3 separate regions of the Mus musculus genome follow, and regions 2 and 3 are each linked to region 1. A link is a contact called in public Hi-C and HiChIP or PLAC-seq data. All regions are on one chromosome and are shown on one strand. Each heading gives the region's core, a stretch centred on a gene start, on an enhancer-like site or on the middle of the called end of the contact. The rest is flanking DNA. Distances are from core to core; before and after follow the strand shown. Region 1 has its middle 7.4 kb from the start of Gm28209. Region 2 holds the start of Tmem185b (transmembrane protein 185B). Region 3 overlaps Epb41l5 (erythrocyte membrane protein band 4.1 like 5).

The links. A called contact is a pair of places that touch in the nucleus more often than the background predicts. HiChIP or PLAC-seq counts read pairs in DNA pulled down with a chosen protein or histone mark.
Region 2: an H3K4me3 HiChIP or PLAC-seq map of forebrain shows a contact between it and region 1, with 3 times the contacts expected there. The contact joins the promoter of Tmem185b here to the enhancer-like site in region 1. A contact is called at or near these places in 3 of 39 promoter capture datasets (the C10 cell line, embryonic stem cells and stem cell-derived epiblast-like cells), 1 of 15 datasets of contacts at CTCF or cohesin (embryonic stem cells), 3 of 484 Hi-C or Micro-C datasets (the G1E-ER4 cell line, embryonic stem cells and stem cell-derived epiblast-like cells), 4 of 115 datasets of contacts at active chromatin or transcription factors (embryonic basal ganglia, embryonic stem cells, extraembryonic endoderm stem cells and 1 more) and 1 of 9 other capture datasets (embryonic stem cells).
Region 3: a Hi-C map of cerebral cortex shows a contact between it and region 1, with 2.2 times the contacts expected there. The contact joins two enhancer-like sites. A contact is called at or near these places in 2 of 39 promoter capture datasets (HPC-7-derived erythroid cells and hematopoietic stem and progenitor cells), 5 of 15 datasets of contacts at CTCF or cohesin (the G1E-ER4 cell line, the NIH/3T3 cell line, embryonic stem cells and 2 more), 79 of 484 Hi-C or Micro-C datasets (the 63-12 cell line, the AtT-20 cell line, B cells and 47 more), 4 of 115 datasets of contacts at active chromatin or transcription factors (the HPC-7 cell line, Th17 cells, embryonic basal ganglia and 1 more) and 1 of 9 other capture datasets (embryonic stem cells).

The regions. Positions count from the first base shown.
Region 1 is chr1:119,893,866-119,896,506 of GRCm38.p6, forward strand. No RefSeq gene overlaps it. Among named protein-coding and RNA genes, the nearest start is that of Gm28209, 7.4 kb to the right of the region's middle. Within about 2 kb of position 1,341, at least 18 of the 459 cell types and tissues checked have an H3K27ac peak or open chromatin away from gene starts, as enhancers often do. A contact at or near this core is called in cerebral cortex and forebrain, where this site is marked.
Region 2 is chr1:119,524,861-119,527,501 of GRCm38.p6, forward strand. It overlaps Tmem185b (transmembrane protein 185B), which reads left to right and starts at 1,294. Exons shown (of 1, transcript NM_146103.2): 1 at 1,294-2,641. The coding sequence starts at 1,651.
Region 3 is chr1:119,556,832-119,559,472 of GRCm38.p6, forward strand. The region is part of intron 20 of Epb41l5 (erythrocyte membrane protein band 4.1 like 5); the gene reads right to left. Among named protein-coding and RNA genes, the nearest start is that of 3830432H09Rik, 22 kb to the left of the region's middle. Within about 2 kb of position 1,325, at least 34 of the 459 cell types and tissues checked have an H3K27ac peak or open chromatin away from gene starts, as enhancers often do. A contact at or near this core is called in cerebral cortex, where this site is marked.

The sequences.
Region 1 (2,641 bases), core at 91-2,590:
CCTCCTCCTCTCCTCTTCTTATAAGATGCACCATCTCATAGATTTATGATATTATGAATCTTAAGACTACAGTTCTATGGGTATACGCACTGATGTCTAAATGGAGCAAGGGTCCAGTATGTCTCGTTTTTGCTTTTTGTCAGAGCATTTTTCCCCTTCCAGGCAAGCATTTTTAGACTGTTCCTTCCAAACACTTTCTAAATTTGAATGTGATGTCGACACTCTCCTCTCCCTCAGCCGCGTCCCTCTTCATGGAGCATCAGGCCATTCTAGACACCAGGCATGGGGCGGTACAGATGCAGAACCTAAGAGGCAAAGTCAAGGAGAGTCACATCATCCAGGGACCCACAACAGCAGACGCTGGTACCGACCCCAGCACTGAGACAGCTTTTCCTTGAGACAGGGTTTCACATATCCCAGGGGCTGCTTCCTTAAGAAGCCAAGTATGGGGCTGGAGAGATGGCTCAGCGGTTAAGAGCACTGACTGTTCTTCCACAGGTCCTGAGTTCAAATCCCAGCAACCACATGGTGGCTCACAACCATCTTTAACAGAATCTGAAGCCCTCTTCTGGTGTGTCTGAAGACAGCTACAGTGTACTCAAATACATAGAGTAAATAAATAAATCTTTAAAAAATTAAGAAACTAATATTAAATTAGCAAAAAGGAAGCCATGTGTGACCTTGGACACCTGATCCTCTCATCCCATCCCCCCACCCTCAGCCCCGTCCCCTCCAGTTCTATGACCACTGCCATGCTGGTTATGTGTCCTGGAGATGGAACCCAGGACTTTGTCATGTTGTACAAGCACTCTACCAACTGAGCCACACCCCCAGCCCCAAGACAGAGTTCTTACCAGTTAAAGAACATCACGCAACACGATGAGTCTACGATTTGTTTATTTCCATTAGTAATGGAGGACATTTGGATTGATTTCTCGGATCATGATTCTTCTTCAACATCTGTCATTTCCTGTGCCCTAACTGATGGGGTTCTCTCTATAGCTTACAGGCTTGGAGAACCTGAGAAACACCAGAGGCCAAGCCTCCCTCAGGCCAAGAGGCCTTGGAAAACCATAATGGCCGTGAAATCCTGCCGGCCTTTGCTAGATTACAGATGAGGAAGAGGCTTGGGGAGAGCAGGGGAAGACTCTGGAGGACATCGCAGGGCTGGGGCTAGGGCTGACCCTGGTGGGGGGTGGTTACACTTGCACTCCCCCTTGAGGGTTATTAATAAATGCTAGAATCTCAGCCTTCAGGCCTTCTTGCTGTCTTTCTCCACCCAGAGACTCCTGGGAGCCTGCCTGGCCCGGGGCCACGGGGAACTTGCGCCCCCTGCTGGCCAGAGGGACACCTGCATTAACCTGTGCCAGCTGGCATTCACAGATTGTCTGGATTCTGGGCACTCAGACTCTGAGAAGTCCCTCCCTGCCACAAAATCCCCATAAACCTCTGAGGTCCATTGGGTTCAGCTCGCTACAATACAGAACAGGAGTGCAACAGCGTCTGTAGCTGTTTTAAATGGACATACATAGCACAGACTTTAAAATTACATGTTGCTTGCATGTGTACACATTCATGTATGTGTATGTGTGTATGGATGCATGTTCCTGGGGTCCATCTGCTCCCACCCACAATGTTGGGGTTACAGGCACCCACAGTCATGCCTTGCTTTTTACACTGGTGCTGGGGAGGCAAACCCAGGTCCTCATGTTTGTACAAGTGTCCTTACCCACCAAACCATCTCCCCAGTTCTTCTGTGTTTTTGTTTGCATGTTTTTGTTATCTCTTTTTGTTTTTTAGAGCTCTGAACCCAGAGATTACTGACTCAGCTGGACTGGCTGGCCAGCCAGGATCAGAGATCCTTCTGTCTCACCTCCTCAGAGCTATGAATACTAGTGTCACCACAGCTGGCATTTTAAGTGGGTGCTGGGTATCCAAACTAGGTTCTTTATGCTTGTGTGGCAAACACATCACTGGTTGAGACATCTTCTGTTCCCTGGCTCAAGAACAATCTGACTCAGACTCAAGTCTTCCACCACTGCAGTGCCCAGGCCCCTGCCCTTCCCCCAGACCCATGCTACTCTCAATTTGTCTCTTGACTCTGGTGAAAAGAAAAGTTGTTCTGTTTTTTAAAAGATAAGGAGAGGGGGGATGTGTTTTGGTGGATGTGTGGTGAGGTATAGGGGAAGGGGGTGCCTCTGCGGGCCCATGCTGAGGCATCCCTTCCCCCTGAGGAACCAGCCACACGACTAGAATAGTATAGAATAGAGTTTATTCAGGGCATGGGGAGGGGAGTTGAGAGGGTAGTAGAGGCAGAGAAAGAGAGAGAGAGAGAGAGAGAGAGAGAGAGAGAGAGAGAGAGGAGAGAGAGAGGAGAGAAGAGAGAAGAGAAGCTGACTATGAGCATGTGGGGATGGGGAATGGGAAGAGGGGTAAGAGGACAGAGTCAGAGCAGGAAGGCAAGAGCAAGAGGCGAGGAGGGGACCAAGCAGCCCCTTTTATAGTAAGCCAGGCAACCTAGCTGTTGCCAGGTAACTGTGGGGCGGAGCTTAGGCAAAGTGCTAACAAAAGTAATTTTATTTTGCTCTGAATTTTACATTTCTATTTGGAGCTCCAACTTCACCAAGAAGTTGTGGCAACT
Region 2 (2,641 bases), core at 44-2,543, 370 kb before region 1:
AAAGCCAAGAAACTAAACTGATGCCCAGTAGGGGCCATCACTCCAATCGGCTCTGTAGAAACAGAGGGCCTGGACACTGGTTCACCTGTTGCAATTTCTGGGCTTGGGGGGCACTCTGCCGTCTGGCACTAATCTCCAGCAACCCTTATGCAACTCCTTGGTGCCCATCATGAATGAGGAAAGCCTGGGGCTTAGCAGCTGTCCCCACTTTTCTCTGGAAGGGCTGAAAGAAGAGGCAGTAGCGTCCGTGAAGGTTCTCTGCTTCCCCCTGGGAGCCCTATACTCCAACTGCAGAGATTGGCAGCCATCCATTTCCACCCCCTCATTTTCCTCTAATGGCCTAAGACTTTCATGCATTTTTATCCCACTTCAGGGAACCTGAAGGGCGAGGCCCCGGGGCTGAAAAGCAAGGACTAGCAACCAGGGCTCTGCTGAGCAAGGGTCAGAGAAGGGAGGAAAGAACCCTTTAGTTCTGCCCAGCAGGTCAGAAAAAAATAGTATCTAAACCACAAACCCATTGCAGCTTATCAGAGAGGGGGTGGGTTGGGATGGATTTGCTTCCCTTTTCAGCCGGTGGCTGGCAGGGTCTGGGGTACAACCAAAATTTCTTGACCCTTGCACCTTTTCCTAACATAGTTCTAAAAGAATCAGACTCATGCAGTGTCTGATAAATGAAAATGAGACTCAAGGTTGGGAGCCCTAAATCCAAGCCCTAATTCTGCCGCTAACCAGGCCTTCTCTGGGTCCAGTTTCTTCACTTGCTCCCTCAGGGAGCTGTTTCTGGCCTGGTGGGGCACCCTCCCAGGTACCCCTCCACCAGGTGACAAAGGGCAGAAGAGTATTGGTAAGCACCTAGGCGCTCCGCACCACCTTTTAGGGGCAGCCTGAGAATCGCTAGTGGCTCTGTGGAGTTTTGCCCTGGGCAGAGCCCTAACCCGTTGACTGCCTGCACCCCCCCCCCCCCCCGGCCTTCGCGCCGAACCCAGGGTCAAAGCCACTGCTCCTCGCGCGTCCTTCCATCCGTGCTGGGCAGTCACAGTTACCGGCGCGCTCTCAGACTCCCTTCGCTCGCCCGCCACCCGCCTTTGCCCGTGCACCCCCAGGCTCCGGGGCCAGACAACGCGCTGCTCTTGCCCTCCCCACTCGGAAAGACCCCAAACCCCTGCGGGGACCGGCTCGCCCTGCCCTCCGCCCAGCTCTGCTCCCACCGCTCTCCGACCCCGCCCCGTCCCGGGCCCCGCCCCCGAGCCTGCCGGGAGGATGTGAGCTCACTCCCTCCTCCATGTTCCGGCCTCCTCCAGGAAGCGTCCTCCGAAGGTCTCGGCCAGCTCACAGGCAGCGGGTCTGCGGGTCGCCGAGTCCGCAGCGCGCCAGGTCCCATCCGACTCCGCACGCAACGCGGCGTCGGCCTCGTGGCTGCGAAATGAAGGCAGACGGCGTGAGCATCCACTGAAGCCTGAGCTACGGGGTTGGGGCAGTGTCCCCGGCGTAGGCACCGTACCGTTCGCGGCCAGCGCACGCTGTGCCCTCGGCTCGCTTCCGGCCGGGCCACGTGACTGCTCGCACGTGTTCCGGCCCCTCGGAGCTGCGGTCTGGAGCCTCTAACACGCAGCGGGCGGATGCCCATCTAGAGGCAGTACAGCCTTCGCCATGAACCCCAGGGGCCTGTTCCAGGACTTCAACCCCAGTAAGTTCCTCATTTATGCCTGCTTGCTACTCTTCTCCGTGCTGCTGCCCCTGCGCCTGGACGGCATCATCCAGTGGAGCTACTGGGCAGTCTTCGCCCCCATCTGGCTGTGGAAGCTCCTGGTCATCGTGGGCGCCTCGGTGGGTGCGGGCGTGTGGGCCCGCAACCCACGCTACCGTACAGAGGGGGAAGCCTGCGTGGAATTCAAAGCCATGCTTATCGCCGTGGGCATCCACCTGCTACTACTCATGTTTGAGATACTAGTCTGCGACAGGGTGGAGAGGGGCACCCACTTTTGGCTGCTGGTCTTCATGCCACTCTTCTTCGTTTCCCCTGTGTCCGTGGCCGCCTGTGTCTGGGGCTTCCGACACGACAGGTCTTTGGAACTGGAGATCCTGTGCTCTGTCAACATCCTGCAGTTCATCTTCATCGCCCTGAGGCTGGACAGGATTATCCACTGGCCGTGGCTAGTGGTGTTCGTGCCCCTGTGGATCCTCATGTCATTCCTCTGCCTGGTAGTTCTCTATTACATCGTGTGGTCCCTCCTATTCCTGCGGTCCCTGGATGTGGTTGCAGAGCAGCGAAGAACACATGTGACCATGGCCATCAGCTGGATCACCATTGTCGTGCCCCTGCTCATTTTTGAGGTCCTGCTAGTTCACAGACTGGATGACCACAATACGTTCTCTTACATTTCCATTTTCATCCCGCTTTGGCTCTCATTACTGACTTTGATGGCTACAACGTTCAGGCGGAAAGGGGGCAATCATTGGTGGTTTGGGATTCGCAGGGATTTCTGTCAGTTTCTACTAGAAGTTTTTCCGTTTTTAAGAGAATATGGAAATATCTCTTACGATCTCCATCACGAAGACAGTGAAGATGCTGAAGACGCATCGGTGTCAGAAGCTCCGAAAATTGCTCCAATGTTTGGAAAGAAGGCGCGGGTAGTTATAA
Region 3 (2,641 bases), core at 75-2,574, 340 kb before region 1:
AAGGATCACTTGGGCTTGTTGGCTGCCAGGATAACACCAGACTCAGCGACAGACCCTGTCTCAAGGGAGGCAGTGATAGCATAGGATACTGAGGCTTCTCTTAGGCTTCTGCTGAGAGGCAAAGAAAGCCACAGAGGAAGAAATTTGGGGGGAAAACCCTGAAGTCGCCACAAAATGGAGCAATTTGGAAAATGCTGAATGTGCCAAGGTAGGACTCTGGGTCCCCTGCTGAAAGCAGACTGGAGCTCAGGGTACAGGGGAGACAGCACCCCTACAGCCCCAGCCCTGGAAGCCTTCTAAATGCTGCACAATGTCTCAACACAGACAACTGTAAAGACCATGAGAACATTTTATTACATTAGTGTGTGTGTGTGTGTGTGTGTGTGCACACGCGTGCTTGCACACATGTGTGGAGGCTAGGAGGACAAACTGTGGGAGTCTGCTCTCTCTTCCTACCAAGTGCGTCCAGGGATTAGGCTCAGGGTGCCATGCTTGGCAGCCAGTGCCTCTACTCACTGAGTCACTTCCCAGGACCCTAAAGAATTCATTATTTTTACTTTTACGTGTATTAGTATTATGCCTGCATATATGTTCACACATCATATGCATCCATGGTGCCACACAGGTCAGAAGAGAGTACAGTTATAGACGGTTATGAGCTGCCTTGTGGGTGCTGGGAATGAACCCAGGTCCTCTGTAAAGAATACATTGTTCTTAGGAAGCTAAGAACCCTACTTAGCCCTACTTTCCTCTGGTTTTTTTCATTTTCTTTTATGTCTTGGCTCTAGTCACATGAACTCTGTCAAATCACTAGCTGAATTCTAAACTAGGGCAGCAGGCATCAGAGACCACAGATAACAAAGACATCTCAAAGTGTTACTTTGAACAGTTACCAACTATTATATAACCACACAGCAGGCAGAACCAAGAAAGCCTAAGACTCAGCTTTGAGAATTACATCATCAAGTCCAAAATGTCCACTTTTCAAATTAAATGTGACAAACTGTGACTCACTCACAAGAAGAAAGACTGTAGCAGAAGCTCCGAAAGCACAGAGAACTTCAGTGGCCGAAGGGCTCAACTGGGTCAAATTCTCTCAGAAAACAAGAACTGCATGAGACCAGAACAGTGTGACAACAGACAAAAATGAACCAAATGGAAACTTAGAGCCAGAAAAAAAGTATGGCTTTTTAGTTAAAAATTTTCTACATCTTTTCAACAGCAGATTTACAAGGCAGAAAAATCAATGTGCTTACACAGAGCAACAGAGTTTATGCAACATCGAATGCAGAAGCCAAACAAGGAAAGCAGAGTGAGTTGAGTCTCGGAGAAGGGCCAGAAGGCCTGCCTGAATAAACACCAGCTGAAAATGGCTAGGAAAGAGACACACATGAGCTCAAGAACTCTGTGAGGTAACCTCAAGAGAGATCTATGCCATCTGTGTTAACTATTCAGTACTGAAAGCCAGGCCACACAGAGACTCTTGAGAAATGATCCCTCCCACCCAATGGATCCTCATAAGGACAGGTCAGTTTTTTCATCAGAAAACCTCTACCTGTAACCCCAGCAACTGACAGATAGGAGCAGGTCACGGGAGCCTGGGTTACAGGGCAGTGACAAAACATTCCTGGGTATCTATCTGCCTCTTGATGCAGACCCAGCTCAACTCCTTCCCAATCCTCTCGCAGCCTTCCCTGCTAGTCATCTCCACTCCTTTGTGTTAGCCACCAGTATCTAGAAAGACTTTCTACCAAGGACCCACAGTGGCCATACAAGGCTGGGGCTCAGGTAGGTGATTTTCATTATCCATCCTTCCTTCCTCCATGATCTTGCTACTCTTACCTCAGCTCTGAGGCAGCCGGCTTACAGGTGCCTCCTTTCTCATTCCAACTCCATCTACTGAACACTCGGACTCTTGAAGCAGCCCCAAGGTCTTCCTAGCCCTTCCACCTGTCTCTCCAGAGATTCTTTGTCTTCCTGCGGCCAACTTTAGGGAGCCCTTCCTCCCCTCACACTTCTACTCCCTGGGTAACCTGCCTTTTGGTGAGGACCGGATCACCCTATCTCTTCCCACAGCTCCTCTCAGCTATTTCTCCAAGCTCATCTCTATTCCTCTTTGCCAACCACTGACTGGCAGAACTCTCTACCTAGGATCGTGAGAGGTTATACCTCCTAAAACAGCAATCAAAGAATGGATCCCCATCCAAAGACAACCAGAGGCCAATGCTTAGAAGCACTTCAATCATAATTACAGATGTCTAGACCTCACTGCAGAACAAACACGCACAGCCAGGACAACATTCCTCTACCAAGACCTACTGTAGCCCTGAGACATGCAACACAGCTGAGACACAAGACAAGAACGTCAAAGCAGCCAGGTGACTATGCTCAAGGACCTTAAAGAGGATACTAATAAATCCACTAATGAAAACAAGAGGAAACAGAGGAATGAAATAAAGAAAACAGTTTAAAACATGAAAATAGAAGTAGAATCACTAAAGAAACCCACGCTGAAAAAAAAACACCTGGAAATAAAAAATGTACGCTGTCAAACAAAGTTAGAGTTAAGCCTCACTAGCAGAGTAAAGATATGGAAAGAGACAGCAACACCTTGATAGCAAGATAGAGGAAATGGCTAACT